Linked DNA regions of Mus musculus: region 2 is linked to region 1. Evidence: chromatin contacts called from public Micro-C data. All regions are on one chromosome and are shown on one strand. Each heading gives the region's core, a stretch centred on a gene start, on an enhancer-like site or on the middle of the called end of the contact. The rest is flanking DNA. Distances are from core to core; before and after follow the strand shown.

What was found. Hi-C and Micro-C count contacts between places; a contact is called where the count stands out from the background.
Region 2: a Micro-C map of embryonic stem cells shows a contact between it and region 1, with 3 times the contacts expected there. The contact joins the promoter of Fgf3 here to the promoter of Kcnq1ot1 in region 1. A contact is called at or near these places in 1 of 484 Hi-C or Micro-C datasets (embryonic stem cells) and 1 of 115 datasets of contacts at active chromatin or transcription factors (embryonic stem cells).

What each region holds. Positions count from the first base shown.
Region 1 is chr7:143,291,558-143,299,277 of GRCm38.p6, reverse strand. It overlaps Kcnq1ot1 (KCNQ1 overlapping transcript 1), which reads left to right and starts at 2,731. Exons shown (of 1, transcript NR_001461.5): 1 at 2,731-7,720. The region is part of intron 11 of Kcnq1 (potassium voltage-gated channel, subfamily Q, member 1); the gene reads right to left.
Region 2 is chr7:144,834,574-144,842,293 of GRCm38.p6, reverse strand. Fgf3 (fibroblast growth factor 3) reads right to left here and starts at 3,682. Exons shown (of 3, transcript NM_008007.2): 1 at 3,367-3,682; 2 at 1,520-1,623. The coding sequence starts at 3,586. RefSeq lists an enhancer at 4,505-4,543 and a promoter at 3,674-5,359.

The sequences.
Region 1 (7,720 bases), core at 1,482-3,981:
TATGTCATGACTAAAGACACAATTAGAACTCAGACTTTAAGTATACCATTAAATAAACTAAATTTTCATAATTAAAACAACAAACCAAAACAAAACTATTCTCAGCCTGGTGGGGAGGTTGTGATATACAACCTTTAATTCCAGCACTCAGGAGGAAGAGGCAGGCAGATTTCTGTGAGTGTGAGTCCAGCGTGGTCTACCGAGCTAGTTCCAGGAAAGCCAAGGCTACTCGAAGAAACACTGTCTTAGAAAACAAAACAGAACAGAACAAGTACAACAACAAACCCAAAACAAATAAACAAACAACCCATTATCAAGATAGAATCCCTATCAAGCTCCCAGGAAGGTGTCACTCCTCTAAGTGACCTTGCTTCAGTTAGCTTCCGAGCTTACTCACATATTTGAATAAAACAGACCTTTGGGAAACCCACAGGTGAGGCCTGGAGGGTCAGCAAGGCACTTTGTAAGACACAGCTTCCCTAGGCAGCAGAGATCTACCCATTTGGTTTGGATTAAGAACATCCATAACAGGCGGTTGGTAACACACACTTTTAATTTCAGTAGTTAGAAGACAGAGGCAGGAGGATCTCCAAGAGTTAGAGTCCAGCCTGGTCTACAGAGCAAGTTCCAGGACAGCCAAGGCTACATAGAGAAACCCTGCCTAGAAAAAACAAAACCAATCAATCAACCAAACAAAAAGAACATCCATAACATTTTGAAAAGGTGCCTACATTTCTTACTGGGAGTTGTGTTTTGGTAAAACATGTGGATAGTCTCTAAAGAACTGGGGGTTCCACTCCCCTTACCTTCCCTGCAAGAAACAGGCCTGCAGGAACAGGATCCAAGGAAAATGCCTGGCCTTCTAGGCCAGAGGAGGCAAACAAAGGCTTAGGCCTCAGAGCTAAGCTGGGACAGTGCTTAGAGTAAGGAAGAGCAGGGTTTCAAATCAGAGCCCCATGGCCCCTTCACATTCTCTTGGTGCCTGGCTTAGCAGCTTCATGGGGTTCAGCAGCAGCATCTCTAGTAGACAGATGGGAAACAAGACAGAGAGGGTTCCCTGATCTCAGCCAAGGGGAGCAGATAACCACGTTTACCATGTGGCCCTGATGCCCCTCTTAGAGGTCAATTGGAAGGCTGGCAATGGCAGGAAGCAGGTGCCTAGTCACTTATGCTGGGGAAGTGGAAGGGGCCATTTGTGGCAAAAGATCCCAGGCTTCACTTCCAAGATGCAAGCTCAAAGCTAATATGATGAATTTAAAGATGGTGACAGGTTCTTGAGGGACCCCATTAACTGCACATCTGCTCTGGGATAGGCAGAAAAGAAAACCACCCATCAGGTAGGAGGGTAGGACTGGCCCTTTGAATCAAATGCAGCATGTTCCAGACGGGCCCAAAAGGAATTGGCAAAGCAGATGTGTGGCCTGGTAGGAGGTGGGGTACCAAGCTAGGAGTAGCTTCTGAGGGTAAAAAGGAACTGTCTGTTGCTAGAGGATGACACCAGTTTCTCTTTTCTCCAGCTAAATAACAACAGGAGAAAAAAAGAGAAAAAGAACAGAAAAGAAAAAGAAAAAGAAAAAAAACCCAAACCTAAAAACCGTGCCTTCCCCTCCTTCCCCCACATATACTCAGTCATCTTTGGCAAGAGAGCTTCCTGGCTGTTTTTGTAGACATATATTTTCAGCAAAAGCAGTTAAGATGTATGGCTTCCTTGCGTGCTTTAGATGACCACACCCTGGCCTGTTCACAGGACTGGCTCTCCCTCCCCTTCCCCTAAATCCTGTTTGAAGTCAATTCTGGGTAGGGGTGGTTTGGAGAATATACCCAGAGTTCCACATGCTAAAACTATAGTTTGCACAGAAATCTGCATTCCCCCCCCTCGCCCCAGGCTTGCTTATGAATCCTGGGCAAGTGGATTGTCCCCCAAATCTGGCATTTTGTCAAGTTTCTCCAGGCTTTAGGTCAATGCTAGATACAGGGTGGTGCGTAGACAGTGTTAGTCAAATAAATGCATGGATAAGTAAGTGGACAGAGTGGAAACGATCCTGAACACTCCAGTGACAGGGCCAGGAACCAAGAGAATCTGGAGGATGGGTCGAGTGGCTGGGGTCTAACCTCAGGACTATCATTACCTAGTTTTATAACATGGGCAGACCCAGGGCCCCCTCCTTTTCATAAGTAAGATAGCCCCAAGACTTTCCTTACTTGGTGATTAAAAAAAAAAAAACAAGCAGGGTGGCCTCCTTGTGTGCTTTAGATGACCACACCCTGGCCTGCACAGTAGGATTCCATGGGACAGCTGAGAGGGTGGATTGCTTTTTTGCATCCCAAGGTCAGGCCAGAGCCAGGGGCATACTCATCTTTGGCCATGAAACCGTTTAGGTACATTGGCTGCCTCAGGTATCTGCCCTGTACTGCATTGAGGTTGGTCTCACACTTATTCAGAGTTAAGAACCCCAGGTTCAGCTAGGAAGGGATGAGGAAGGTAGGCCTTAAGGGGTGGTGGACCCAGCAGGCTAGGTCGTACAATCCTGTACAAGCTCACCCAATCCAAATGCTGGAGACATCAGGCTGTTTCCTCTTGGCCAATAAAAATAGTCAGCACAGAGCTATCTGTATCCAGCCTATCATGAGGAAGAGCTCCCTAGTCATTATTCAGCATCTGTCCAATCAACAGTGTCGTGGCTGCCACGTCACCAAGGTCTTGGTAGGTGGCCTAGCCGTTGTCGCTAGGAGGAACAGTTGCCTCAGCACGTCTGCGCAGCTTTCCTTGCGGCGCCCCTCCGCGTGGTCTATGATGGTGCATTTTGGTCCAGTCAGGCCCGGTGTGGTCGGCCTCATTTTGGATTACTTCGGTGGGCTTCTCCTCGGCGTGGTTACGGTCTAGTACACCTTAGTGTGCTTTTCTCTGCATGGTCCTTCCCAGCGTGGCTCGTCTCAGCAGCGTGGTTTTCATCCGTGTGATCGTCCTCTGCATGGTTTTTCACGGTGAGGTCATATCAGCCAGCCACCAGCCTCAGCATATTTGTCCACAGTTCTTTTGGAGCTGCCTCTGCTCGGATCACTTGAGCACTACACCTCAGTCCCGACTAGCCATCCTCAGTGTGCTTTGCTCAACGCGATCCTCCTCAGTGTTTGTCCTGAGCCTAGACCTCCATGGTGAGGTCTTATCTTGTTTCGTCATGGTGGTCGGCGATATGGTCCGATCTGCCTCAGCAATTGGGTCACTTCCGTGTGGATCGTTTCAGCACGGATCACTCCAGCGCGGTCGGCTGCCTTGGCGCGATCCACTTGGCTTCTCAGCATTTTTTTTTAGCCTGCTGGGTTCTCTCAGTTTTTCTTCAACACGCTTCTTTTCCCTCTGTGTGATTCTACTTGGAGAGCTTTTCTGTTCAGCTTGGTTCCCAGCGCTTCTTTTTCTCGGCATGGTTCTCCTAGGTATGGTTTTTTTCTCAGCGCGGGTTTCTTCTCTGAGTCAGCACGGCACAAGTCGCAAGTCCGCGTGGCCGCGCTCATCATAGCCTCCCCCTCCTCGCGGCAAGCACTCACGGCCAGAAGCAGAGGTGATTCGTGCCGCGCTTTCGCGGCTGGGCTCCATCTTCGTTTTGCCGCAGTGGCTCCGTATTCGTTTTGCAGTTACGGCTCGGTCCTCGTTTCACGGCCGGTCCTCGTTTCACGGCCGTGGCTCAGTTCTCGTATTTTGCGTCCACGTCCCCATCTTTGTGGCCCAGGCTTACAGAAGCAGGGGTGGTCTTGAGGCCCTTTGAGCCCCGAGGTCGGTCGAGTCCCAAGGTGAGTGGCCTAGGACACCGGCTCAGGCCTTCGGATTCTAAACCCCGGGCCGAGTCAGAACGCACTGGAGCTGAAACCGAATCGGGTCTGGAGACCCCTGAGCTTTGTAGCCCGGTGTGGCCAGCACCAAGGTAGTGAGTGGAGTACGTGTTGTTATGTGGTAGCTGTTTTAATGCTGAGAGTGAGGGGCTCCGTTCGGAATGTTCGCGCATGGTGGGGGAAGGGTATCGTGGAACTGAGGCTGGGGAAGGCTGCTTATTCGGAGTTTTGAACCGAGTTGTGATCTAGCTCTTGGATCCGAGTTGGGTGTGTGTATGTGTGGGTCTACAGTGGTTCCGAGTCTAGAGTGGAGTCACGATTGGAATCGGGTAGAGATTCGGGTCTGGAGCCGACTCGGAATTCAGGTGTGGGGGATTGGGAACTTGGGGTGGAGGCCGCAGTGGTTGCAGTGGGTTCTTAACCTTCCTTGTGCTTTGACCCTTTAATACAGTTACTCATGTTGTGGTGACCTCCAACCATAAAATTAATTTCATTGCTACCTCATAACTGCAATGTTGCTACTGTTATGAGTCATTATGTAAATACCTGTGTTTTCCGATGGTCTTAGGCGATCCCTATGAAAGGGTTGTTCAAGCCTAAAGGGGTCACGACCCACACGTTGAGACCTGCAGAGTCAGAATCAGGTCTGAATTGGGGGAATAGCAGAACTGGGAGTTACCTCCAGATTTTCAGTTGGGATTTGATTCTTTTCTGTGGTTTTAAATTGAGATCCCAGAGGCTCAGGTCTCTGTTGGGGACCAGACTGAGGGTTTCTAGTTATATTCAGGACCTGACTGGGCAGTACAGTAAGAATTAAAGTTGGTTTTGAGTGTGAGCATAATGGTCTGAGGTAGGGATCAGGACTGAAGTATAAAGAGTCTGGTTTTTAACAAGTGGGAATCACATTTTGAGACATGGGGTCCCATGTGGGTCAGAGTTGATTTAAAGGACCAAGGCCAGGGCCCAAACCTTAGTCCTCCATTTTGTTGTTCTTGTTGGTCACATTCCCTTTTCTGTAAAATGGGGAGGAGTGCTTTCCGCTGTAACCTTTCTGGGCATAAAAGGGAGTAAGTAATTCATAGAGGTAAAAATAGTCTTATCTTAAATGATTAAAAAGTGTAAAATATTTCTCAATAGTAATAAGGACAAATAATATGCATTTAACAATCTTTTCTCATACCGTGTGCCCTTTGTTAGGCACTACCAAAAAGGAACCTTTTCTGTTCTGTTCCCTAGAGCTTGCCCCACCCAGCCATGGGCCTAATACACAGCCATCCTCAGGCAATACTTGCTGAAGGAAAGCAGGCAGGCAGGATTAACCAGATTTCTATGGTGTCTTAAATGATCCATTTCTGCACCTGTTTTCCAGATACTAGGAGAAAAATTTAAAGGATTGGATTGCTTGATTATAGTTCTATTTTAATGTGTTACCAAACACACTGAAGAAAAAAAGTGGATCTGTTTTGGGATTTGTGCTCCAGCTAGAAGGATCTTTTAAAATTTCGAATCAGAGCATGTCCAAATTCAAATAAGGAGAGCACAAATAAAGAAAATTATGAGGCACTTCCCTGGTGAACATAGATGAAGGTCCACTTACAGTATTAACTAACTGAATCCAAGAGAATTTTGAACAACAGTTCTTAGACAAGTAGGATTTCTCCTTGGGATATAAAGATGATCCAATATCAGAAACTCTATCCGTGTAAGTCACAGTATTAAGAGACTGCAGGAGAAAAAACATATGGTTTTCTCAATAGAGGCAGAAAATTTACATGATGAGGTTTGACGCCTATGTATGCATTTGAGGGGGCTGGAAGGACATTACTTAGGAAGCCAAAAACTAGAAGAGAATTTCCCTAACTTGATACAGTGTATATCCAAATTTAACTTTTAAGTAAACTTAAAAACTATTATTCCTGGTAAGATAAGGAGCAGGCCAAGGGTATTTTCCTAGCCACCTCCTAATATAAGGAAAAGAAATGGAGATGTAAGACTTCCGTGGCAGGAAGAGCGAAACTAATGACTTAGAGAGAATAGTTGTATTTGCATTGGGGTTTGCAAACATTTTGATGTTACAATCTTTGTGTACTTAAAAAATTATTAACTCCCCCTCCCCACATTTATTTAAGATGGACTATATTTATTGGTAGTTACAGTCTTAGACATTAAAATTATGTGCTTAAACATAGAGCTGTATAATTGTATATTCCAGGGAGGTCATATCTCTGGAAAACTCTGACTTTGTGAGAATCAAAATAGAGACTGCAGATGAGTTATGGGCGTATTTATTCCTCAGACCATCTGTGACCTTTCCTGGGAGGGTCTGAGAAGGCTTCTCAGAAGTTTCTTTGGACTTTTCTTTGAAAACTGCTGAACTACCTGAAAGATAAGGTTTTGCAGCAAAAGAATTATTTGGGTATATACAGTATACCCAAACAAACAAATTTTTAAAACCCCACATTTCTTTATAACAATAGTGATGTAAAAGATGTAAGAAGTGCACTCAGATACAAATTAGAATAGCAACGAGATTGTCTGGTCTTTTTTTAAGACAGTGTTTTTGGGAAAACTGTAAATTCCCATTGGAGATAAAGGAAGGTATTTGGATGTGCAGAGACATTTGTTTTCTTGGAAAATTTAGCGTTAGAATCCTCAGTATTTTGCAAATCTGTAAATTTAGTTAGATTGCAGTCAGACTTCTAGCTGGAGGATTTAACATCTCTTCCTCAAAAATGTATGTGAAAGAGAAAGATGTACAAATGCCAAGTGAACTTTGAAAAACATTCCATGGCTTAGCAGCCAGAAGGGTGGAGTGACAGAGACCCAGAACAGAGCTCAGTGAGCTCAGCCCCGAGTCTGGGGAAGGTGACATGTGATCAAAGTGGCACCACATATCAGTGGAACCTCCTTGGAAGATGTTAAAAAACAAGTAAAAGAGAAACATCCTGTGAACTCAGAGTCCTTAGAAAGGGGGAGCTCCAAACTGTAAGTAAAAGGTAGTTGCTATTTATTAAGAAAAACTACAGAGAATATTTTCTAGGGTAGGGTGGAAGTCTTAAGTAGGATAAATCTCAAGACTCAAATTTATGAACTTGAATAGGTGCAAAAATTAAGGATTTCTATGAACCAAATCCATCATGGCCAGTGCCACTAGTTCCATAATTGAAAGACATGATTTGCCTTTTTATCCCTTCTCATGCAAAGTTCTGCCCATGACAAATTACAAGATAACCAGAACACTAAAACCAGGGAGCAGCAGCTGAGACGACGAGAAAGCAAATCAGAGGAAAAGGTAAGACAAGAAACTCGCAGGAGGGTTACCAGTGAAGATATGCTCAAACTGAAGTCACCAGAGAAATGCAAATCAAAGTGACATTTATTTTTCTTCTGAGAACCCTTAGAAAGTAGGATAATGCCAAGTGTTGGCAGAAGGTAGGGAGCGAGACTCCCCGCCTGCCGCAGGTGAGAGGGGAGACCGACACAGACATTCTGGAAAGCTGGCCAGCATTTTTTTTCCTCAAATAAAATATTTTATACCTGCGGCGCAACAGTTTCCCTCCTGAGTAAACATGCTGGAGCAGTTCTCCCCCAGAACAAGGAGAGGCTGTGTGTGCCTGCTCAGCACAGCATGGCCTGGGGGTGGTGGGGTGGTGGGCATTTGGCTCTGGTTGCTGTGGTTAGAAGCAGGGGACTAGATGTACACTTCACAAGATGGAGACACATGGAAACGGTGCTGAGTGACACAGACAGCAAACAGAAGGAGGGTTTCAGTCCCTGCCTTGGTGTTTAAATTCAAATTACACCCCTCCCAGACCTGCGCTAACTGGGCATACTGTCCATACGTACAATGATATTAATAAGCTACTCCAGAGCAGCTGTCTGAGTGGAAGGG
Region 2 (7,720 bases), core at 2,433-4,932, 1.5 Mb before region 1:
ATGAATGGATGTGTTGGTGAGTGGCTGAACAGGCAGGTGGATGTAATAGGTGGATGGGTAGCTAGGTATGTTGCTGGGTGGGTGAGTGACTGTGTAGGTGGATAGACAAATAAATGTATCAGTGGTTAGATAATTGGGTGTAAGGATGGTACATGGGTGGATAGATGGATGGATGATAGGTTGGGACGTATGAACGAGTGTATAGATGGAGGTGTGGGTAGATGACTGAGTGTGTAGGTGGGTGGATAGATGGCAGGCTGAGTAGATGGGTGGATAGATGGATGGATGGATGATAGACAATGAATGGACAGACTGTCATGAAGGATGAGCTGACTTCATTCAGCCTGCTTTTACAGTAGAGGGAGCTGTGGGCAGTTGTGGTCGAAGACTTCCAGGAGGTGGGGATTGACTATGGAATGTCACTGTCCCATGGATATAGCACATAGGCAGCCACATTACGCACCCAGGACACCCAGGGACAGGTCTACAGGAAGAGGCCTTAGACACCAGCCAGCAGCTGAAAGAAGCTGGGACCTGTCTGCAAGTCTGTAGGACCATCCCTGATGGGTTATCTGGAAAGTTCTACTCCAACCAGTGGGACCCCTGACCTCATCATCCCTGCTCCCCTGAAGCCAAGAGAGCACAGGCATGCCCCCCATCATGTTCTTCCCTGTGGGCAGATCTGTCATTGAGTGTACCCAAAACCTCACCCTAAGGCAGAGTTTCTGGGGGATAGTCAGGTTCATTGTAAAGTCAGCTGAGTTCACTCACTAGAGTGGGTCAGGACACAGAGTCTAAGAGTCAGGGAAATCACCAGCCCAGCTCTGCAGCAGCTAAGACCCATCACTCAGGCAAGAGTGTGTTTCTGTCACACCTCAGGTCAGGAGAATGGAGACCCCTGAGCTCCTCCTGTTGCCCATCCAGGAGCGTGGAGGCCAATTCAGCTAGGTTAGCTGGGGAACCCCAAAAGCCATCCTGCCTCCTCCCCCTGCCCTGGGATGACCACACTTTATCCTGGCTTTGATACATGGGTGCTGGAGACCCTCAGGTTCTCATGCTGTGCAACCAGTACTAGACTGACAGCCATTTCTCCAGTCTCCTGCTAAGCCAGACAACTGTTGCCTTCCCACCCTGAGAAGAACAGGCCAAGCACCAGCCTTCCTCCTTCCACAGATGCAGGGCAGGTTTGCCATGACCTGCTCTCCCTCAACTGCAGCTATGGTGGCTACTCACACCATGGAGGTTTGGGACCCTGCTGCCATGCTCACTTCCTGTCTCCATCATTTCGACGTTTAGAGAAAGAGACTGACTTCAGACAGGTGGAAAGGGCATTTTCCTGAGCACCTAAAGTCTGTGTTGGGCAGGCACTCAGAAGCCCAGGAGGGATCTGGACGAGCTTGAGTCTGGCATGACCTGGGGGCTAAGAAGTCTATCTCTCATGTCCTCTTCTGTCCCCCAATCAGATGCTCAAGCCAGATGGTTATTCCATCAGCACCTGCCCACCAGTAATGGAACTCACCGAAGCATACAGCCGTCCTCTCTTGTTCATGGCCAGGTACCGCCCAGAAAAGAGCCCTTTGATGGCCACCACGCCCACTTCCACCGCAGTAATCTCCAGGATGCCTGGAAAGAGTCAGGAAGAGTCCATCAACGTCTCAACCTAAGCAGAACCTCAGCCTGAGCCAGCTTCCCCCTCTAGGCTCAGGAAGCTGGGACAGGTCTGGTTGGAAGTCCTGGTAGGAAGAAAACATTGAGCAGGTGGTAAGGAAAGGGGCATCCTGCCACTGTGCGGGAGACCTTAATCCTAACCTCAGGAGAAGACATGATGGGAATGTTCTGCCCCTGCCATGCACCTTGGGTGCAACCTGGACAGATCGACCCAGTCTGTATTTTGTGCAATCTTGTGAATGCCTCGGTCTCGCAAGCATCAAGTAACTTAAGCCACACATAATGGTTTGGGAGATCCAAACCCCAGAGCAGATGGAGACCCAGAAGGGGAGGTGGCCAAGACTCTTAGGGAAGCCAGGGTTTGCAGCCCAGCCCCCCACTGGCAGCAAGTGATCCAAAGATGTGTGCTGAGAGGTAGCCTGCCACAGAAAAGGGCCTGGGTGCTGAGGAAAGGTGACAGGGCTCACCCAGGCCTAAGAGTAGGTACAAAAGTTAACAATCTCTCAGCGCAGATGACAGAGAAGTTGCAGAGACTGATCACCAGAGTTTGATCGAGGAACCCACATGATGGAAGTAGAGACCAGACTCCAGCTAGTGGCTCAATGACCTCCACACACTCACTGTGGCACACAAAACAAACAAAATACAAAAACAACCAAACTTCTACCAGCCTTTGCCGTGAACAGTATAGTGCTTTTGGGAGGGGAGCGGAGGTCAAAGACCCCCGGGATAGTGGGTCGAGGATTCACTCCCTTTCTAGGGAGCGGCCGCTGGGACCCAGCATGGTCCAGATTACCGGACTCAGTTGAGATTCTGCCCTAGCCACGGTTTGGAGGGGTGCAGGATGAGGCCTCTACAGCTGGCGCCAGACGAGCACCAGACTGAGTGCCCCTAGGTGGCAGCGAATGTGCCCCTCCTCTACATCTGGGACCTCCCGGGATCCAGCAAATGGGGAGTGGTGCGCATGAGGAGCCCCGCGCTCCAGGCCCGACAGGGTCTAGTCCCCAGGACGCCCCCGCGGGGCTGCGGCTTTGCAGGAGGAAGCTGCGGTTCCCCCCCGCCGCCCGCGCCCCCCGTTCGGCTTCCTGCGCCCCGGGCGCGGTGAGTTTTGCGCGGCCTCCCTCCCACGCAGCGAGCAACGCTCCTGGTCCAGCTCCGCTCGTGGGTACCCAACTGAAGAAGCCAAACCCTGCAATACTCGGGAACTGGCCCTGGGTATGATCGAGCTGCGGGCTGTGGGTGCGTGTCAGCAGCATCCGGAACACGAGGGGACGCCTGTTTGTCCTGTCGCGCTCTCTTGCAGGGCGCAGGACGCGGGACAAGCCTGTCGTCAGATGCCGCGTTGCGGAAACCGAGCTCTGCCTAGTGGAGTGTCCTCCGCGCATCGGCTGAGAGCAAAGAGAACGAAAGGGACTGGCCATGCACCCCGGGGTCGTCAAAACAATAAAGAGGGCGATAAATCCTTGTCCAACGGCTTTTCATTGAGTAATAGAAACGTGTCAGAACCGGGGTCGCCTCCCGCGCAGCTCCTGGGGGAGCGGGACGGGCGGGGCAGCTTGCTGAGTTCGGTAGCTGGGACCGCGGCGGCGTCTTCGGACTGACCTCAGCTCTGCCTCTATCTAGGACGTGGCGGCAGGGGACCGAGCCCTCCGGTCTCTTCCGCCACCCTCCCCTCCCTGTCCGGACCTGAACACTCACTATAGGCGCTGTTCTCAAGGCTGCCGTTCACGCGGCCGCTTGGGTGCAGCTGGAGGTGGTACTTGGTAGCGCAGTAGAGCTTGCGGCGCCGTGGCGCCCCGCCGAGGTGCTCGTAAACGCCACCACGGCCGCCCGCATCGCGTCGTAGTCGCGTCCCGGGCCCCGTAGTTGGCCAGCTGGGTTCCAGCAAGCTGAGCAGCAGAAGCCAGATCAGGCCCATCCCGGCATCGCGCCCGCCCGCAGCGGCTGCTGCGCCAGCGCGGGTCTCACGAAGGCGCGGCGCTGGGAGCACACGCCCGCGCGCCAGGCCGGCTCGACTGTGGCTAGGAGAGGAAGGGAGGGAGAGGGGGACCGGGAAGAGGTGGGAGACAGGGGAGGGAGGAAGAGGAGGGGAGACAGGGAGAGGTGGAGAGAGGTGGAGATGGAGATAAGGACGGGTGGAGCAGGAGAGGGGAAGAGATAGTGGAGAGAAGACAAGAAAGAGGAGAGGGAGATGGAGAAAGAAGACTTTGAATTTTCACCCAGGAATGGGGGTCGTGTTTCTTTGCCGAACACAGTTCTGAAGAAAGGGCGCTTGACAACAAAAGGCGGCCGTGGTCCCTGGCGGGGGCGCGGGACTCAGGCCGGGCGTCGCCTGCGCACAGCTCCCGGGCCAGAGCCGTCGGGCCGCCGCTCCTCCGCCGTGCGCCCTGAGCCCCCTCCCGCCTCTGAAAGGTCCCCGCCCCGCCCCCGCCCCCAGACCAATTATGCCTCGGAAAATTATAGAGCGAGGCCTAAAGGCAACCGCCCCCAGGCCCTGTCACCCCCTCCCGCCTTACATCAATCCTGGGTGCACAATGGGACTGTGGATGACTGATGTCTGCGCAAACAACTTGCGGGGAAGTCTAGCTGACAAACGCTCATGAAAGGCGGCGCCTAATCCAGAGCAATTGCGGAGGGCGGTGCGTGGGGAGCCCGGGGTTGGGTTCGTGCAGGTCGCTTCTCACACCGCAGAGCGGTCCTCAGGCGTCCAGTCTTGTGGCCCAACGGCCCAGGGACTCTAAGCTCGAAGCTACCTAACTGACCAGAAGGTAGCACAGGAAGTTTGCACACCTTAAGTGGGAGTGGTCTATCCCAGCGGTGGTCCAGAGAGGGGACTGCACAGATAGGAGCAGAGACAATAGAGTCACAGAGCCTTAGAGCCCAGGAAATCTAGGCAGAGACAGAAATAAAGGTGGGTGAGGCAGATGACAGATTTGGCTGAAGAGAAAGAAGGAGGAGAGCAGTGGAGAGGGGGAGGAATGTGGAGATACAGAGGGCAACAGAACCGAAGGGAAAGAAGATCCCACAATGGCGCCCGCATGCCCACCTGGCAGGCTGAGGGGGAGTCCAGGTTCAGGGAATAGCTCCCTGGACCCTGAGCTCTTGACCTCAGTTCCTTATCTGCCAAGGGCCTCAAAGAAGAAGGACTTCCTGAGGTATCAGAAAAGGTCCCACCCCACATCCTGTGCTTCCAACGGTCCCCTGGCCAGCAACTACCCTCAGGCATGCCTCAGGACCCTGTGGCATGGGTCACAACATTGGTTCCTAAGTTGATCCTGAGCTCTTGGGAGGAGTCTGGCGGGAAGCCCTTGTTGATGTGAGATCCTGAGAAGTGTTGGGGTGGGGGGACCTCCACGATACAGAAGCTATTACTAGCACACACTGGGACATTTTCCACCCTGAGAACCTCATTTAGGGTAGCAGGCCCTCTTCAGCATGCTGAATGCACATGTCCTCCACAGCTGAGCACCCTCAACTGTCTCCCAGGGCCTCTGTTCTAGCCAGGGTCTGCAGGGTCTCTGCCCCACGCCTAGCCCCTGAGAAATCTTAAGCAGTCTGAAAACTACGCCACTGAACTGCTAAAACCCTGGAGTCACTGATGGAACCTGCTTTACAGGGGACAGCCCTGTGTCTCGAAGACCAACCTAAGCTCCTAAGATGTCACAAATGAATCCAGAGGGCATCTGGATCCAGTTACCTTCCTGTGCCTGGCCAAGAGAAGTGCAGAAGCCAGGTGTGCTAGAACAGGCCTGCTGCATGTCAGCCCTGGAGATGTGGAAGCAGAATCCTGGGGTCAAGGCTACAAAGTAGATCTGAAGCTGGCCTCGGCCTTGAGATCCTGTCTTAAAAACAAACAAATCTAAGAAAGGGACTGGAGAGATGGCCCATTGGTTAAAAGCACTGGCTGTTCTTGTAGAGGACATGGGTTCAGTTCCCAGGACCCACATGGTGGCTCTCAAATGTCTGTAGCTCCTGTTCTAGGAGATCTGACACTATCTTCTGGCCTAGGGAGACACCAGGCACATATCTGGTATAAACACCTACATGCAGGCAAAAGGTATCCGTACACATAAAAATAAATTTTAAAACACACGCACTGTGGTGGTTTGAATATGCTTGCCACAGGGAAAAGCACTATTAGGAGCTGTGGCCTTGTTGGAGGAAGTATGCCACTGTGAGGGTGGGCAATGAGACCCTCCTTCTGACCTGTTGCCCAAACTGCCATTTCTACATCTGGGGCAGAACCCACCCCAAGGTTTCTCAAGCATGTTGGGGAAGAGATACAGTCACTATCTAGCAGCGCCTACTGTTCTTGGGCACATGTAGGCTCAAGTTCCATAGGGACAGGGACATTCTTCCCTACTCAGAGCTACTGGAACATGTGGGATGAAGAGCCCACAGGATGTAGCCGTTGAACTTGGGGAGAGTTCACTCTACCTCATGTGGGTGTGGATGGGACTTAGAACCTACCTGTACTGTGTATGAAGACACACCATTGCCATTCATGGTCCTAGGCTGGCTGAAAAAGTCCACCTGCACCCTGGTGTGGTCCTTCCTCATCTCCCATGTTGCACCACTGCACCTGTGGAGGGTGTCTGGCTGGTCCCCACAACAAGCAGGAAAGGCTCCACTGAACTGGAGCCTGGGCTTTAGAGTAGCACCCATGCAGTACCAGAGGCAAAGGCCCAGGGACTCAAATGAAGGATGCTTAAGTCAGTCCTAGCCTACTGAGGACAAAGGGCAGATGCCTCCAGATGACAGGTGACTCCAGTAGACTGGCCCTCACCCCCACCCCCCATCTGTGTGCTGCTGAGCCAGTTAGCTCACCTCTCTGAGCTTGGTTTGGGCTGCTTTTAGGATTTCAGAGGTACAGTGGCCCCAGGTCAGCACCCAGCAAGCATAATGGGTCTCTTTCCCCTGCTTTTGGTGGTGGAGTCAAGAATGAGTTTGGGGCCACAAGTCAGGGATATCACAGGGTGCTCTCCCTTGCCTCTCCTCTCCTGAGTTTCTCTGTAGGTGTAAGGGCTGGAGGTGGGCCCAAGAACCAGAGATCAGAGGAGGGAACTTCCGGAGCAGAGGCCCTGGGAGCAGTGTTAAGCAGGCTTTGGCCAGGTCTGGAGGTGTCCAGGCAGGGAGGTGGAGCTGGAAGAGACCAATTAGTCAAACGGCTGCAATTGGCCATTTGGAAGCAATTAACAGGGTCTCCATTACCATATTATGCCCCTCCACCCCCTCCACACTCTACTAGGCTCTGCTCTGTATGGAAGGGGGAAGGTGGAGGCTCAGCTCAGGCCAGGGAGACTACAATGGAGGCCCAGTGCTTGCCCAGGATGCACACACTCAGGCACCCTCCGTGTGAGGAGGGGAGGGCAGGGCAGCATCTGAAGCAACCTGTCCATTCACAGCCTGAGAGAGGGTGGGAGCAAGGGCTTCCAAGGCCAAGAAGGCAGGTGGTTAGAAGTGCAGGAAAACCTCTCTGGGTAAGAGAGGGCTGAAGGAAGCAGGCTAGGGTTGTAAAACAAGAGCATGCAAGCCCAGCAACACCAAGGCTGGGGCCTGGAGTAAGGGGAAGAGCTCTTTCCAACTGGAGGGTGCGGAGAAGGGCCCATGGATAGGGCCCAGAGGAAGACCCTGGGCCAAGAGAGTGTGTGGATGCCAACTGAGGAACAGGCCAATGTCAGCCAGGACCACAGGTGCAGAAACTCTTGCATACAGATGTCCACCCTGTTGAGAGCCTACCTTAGTGAAATTCTGAGGGCCAGCTGAACTTGGACACAAACCCAGTCGAGATTCTGCAACATGGGAATCTCAAGTGGTAGTGGGCCTACGAACCCTTCAGGCCTCAGTGTCCTTACCTGTTAATGGAAATGGTCGTGGTAGCACAGGCCTCTACTCCTAGCACTTGAGATGTAGACAGATATCTCTGTGAGTTTGAGGCGAGCCTGGACTATATTGCAACTTCTAGGTAAGCTAAGGCTACATGGAGGAAGGGAGTCTGTCCTCACACAGGAAAGAAAAAAAAAAAAAGACAGGCCTCAGAACTGTGGTAAAC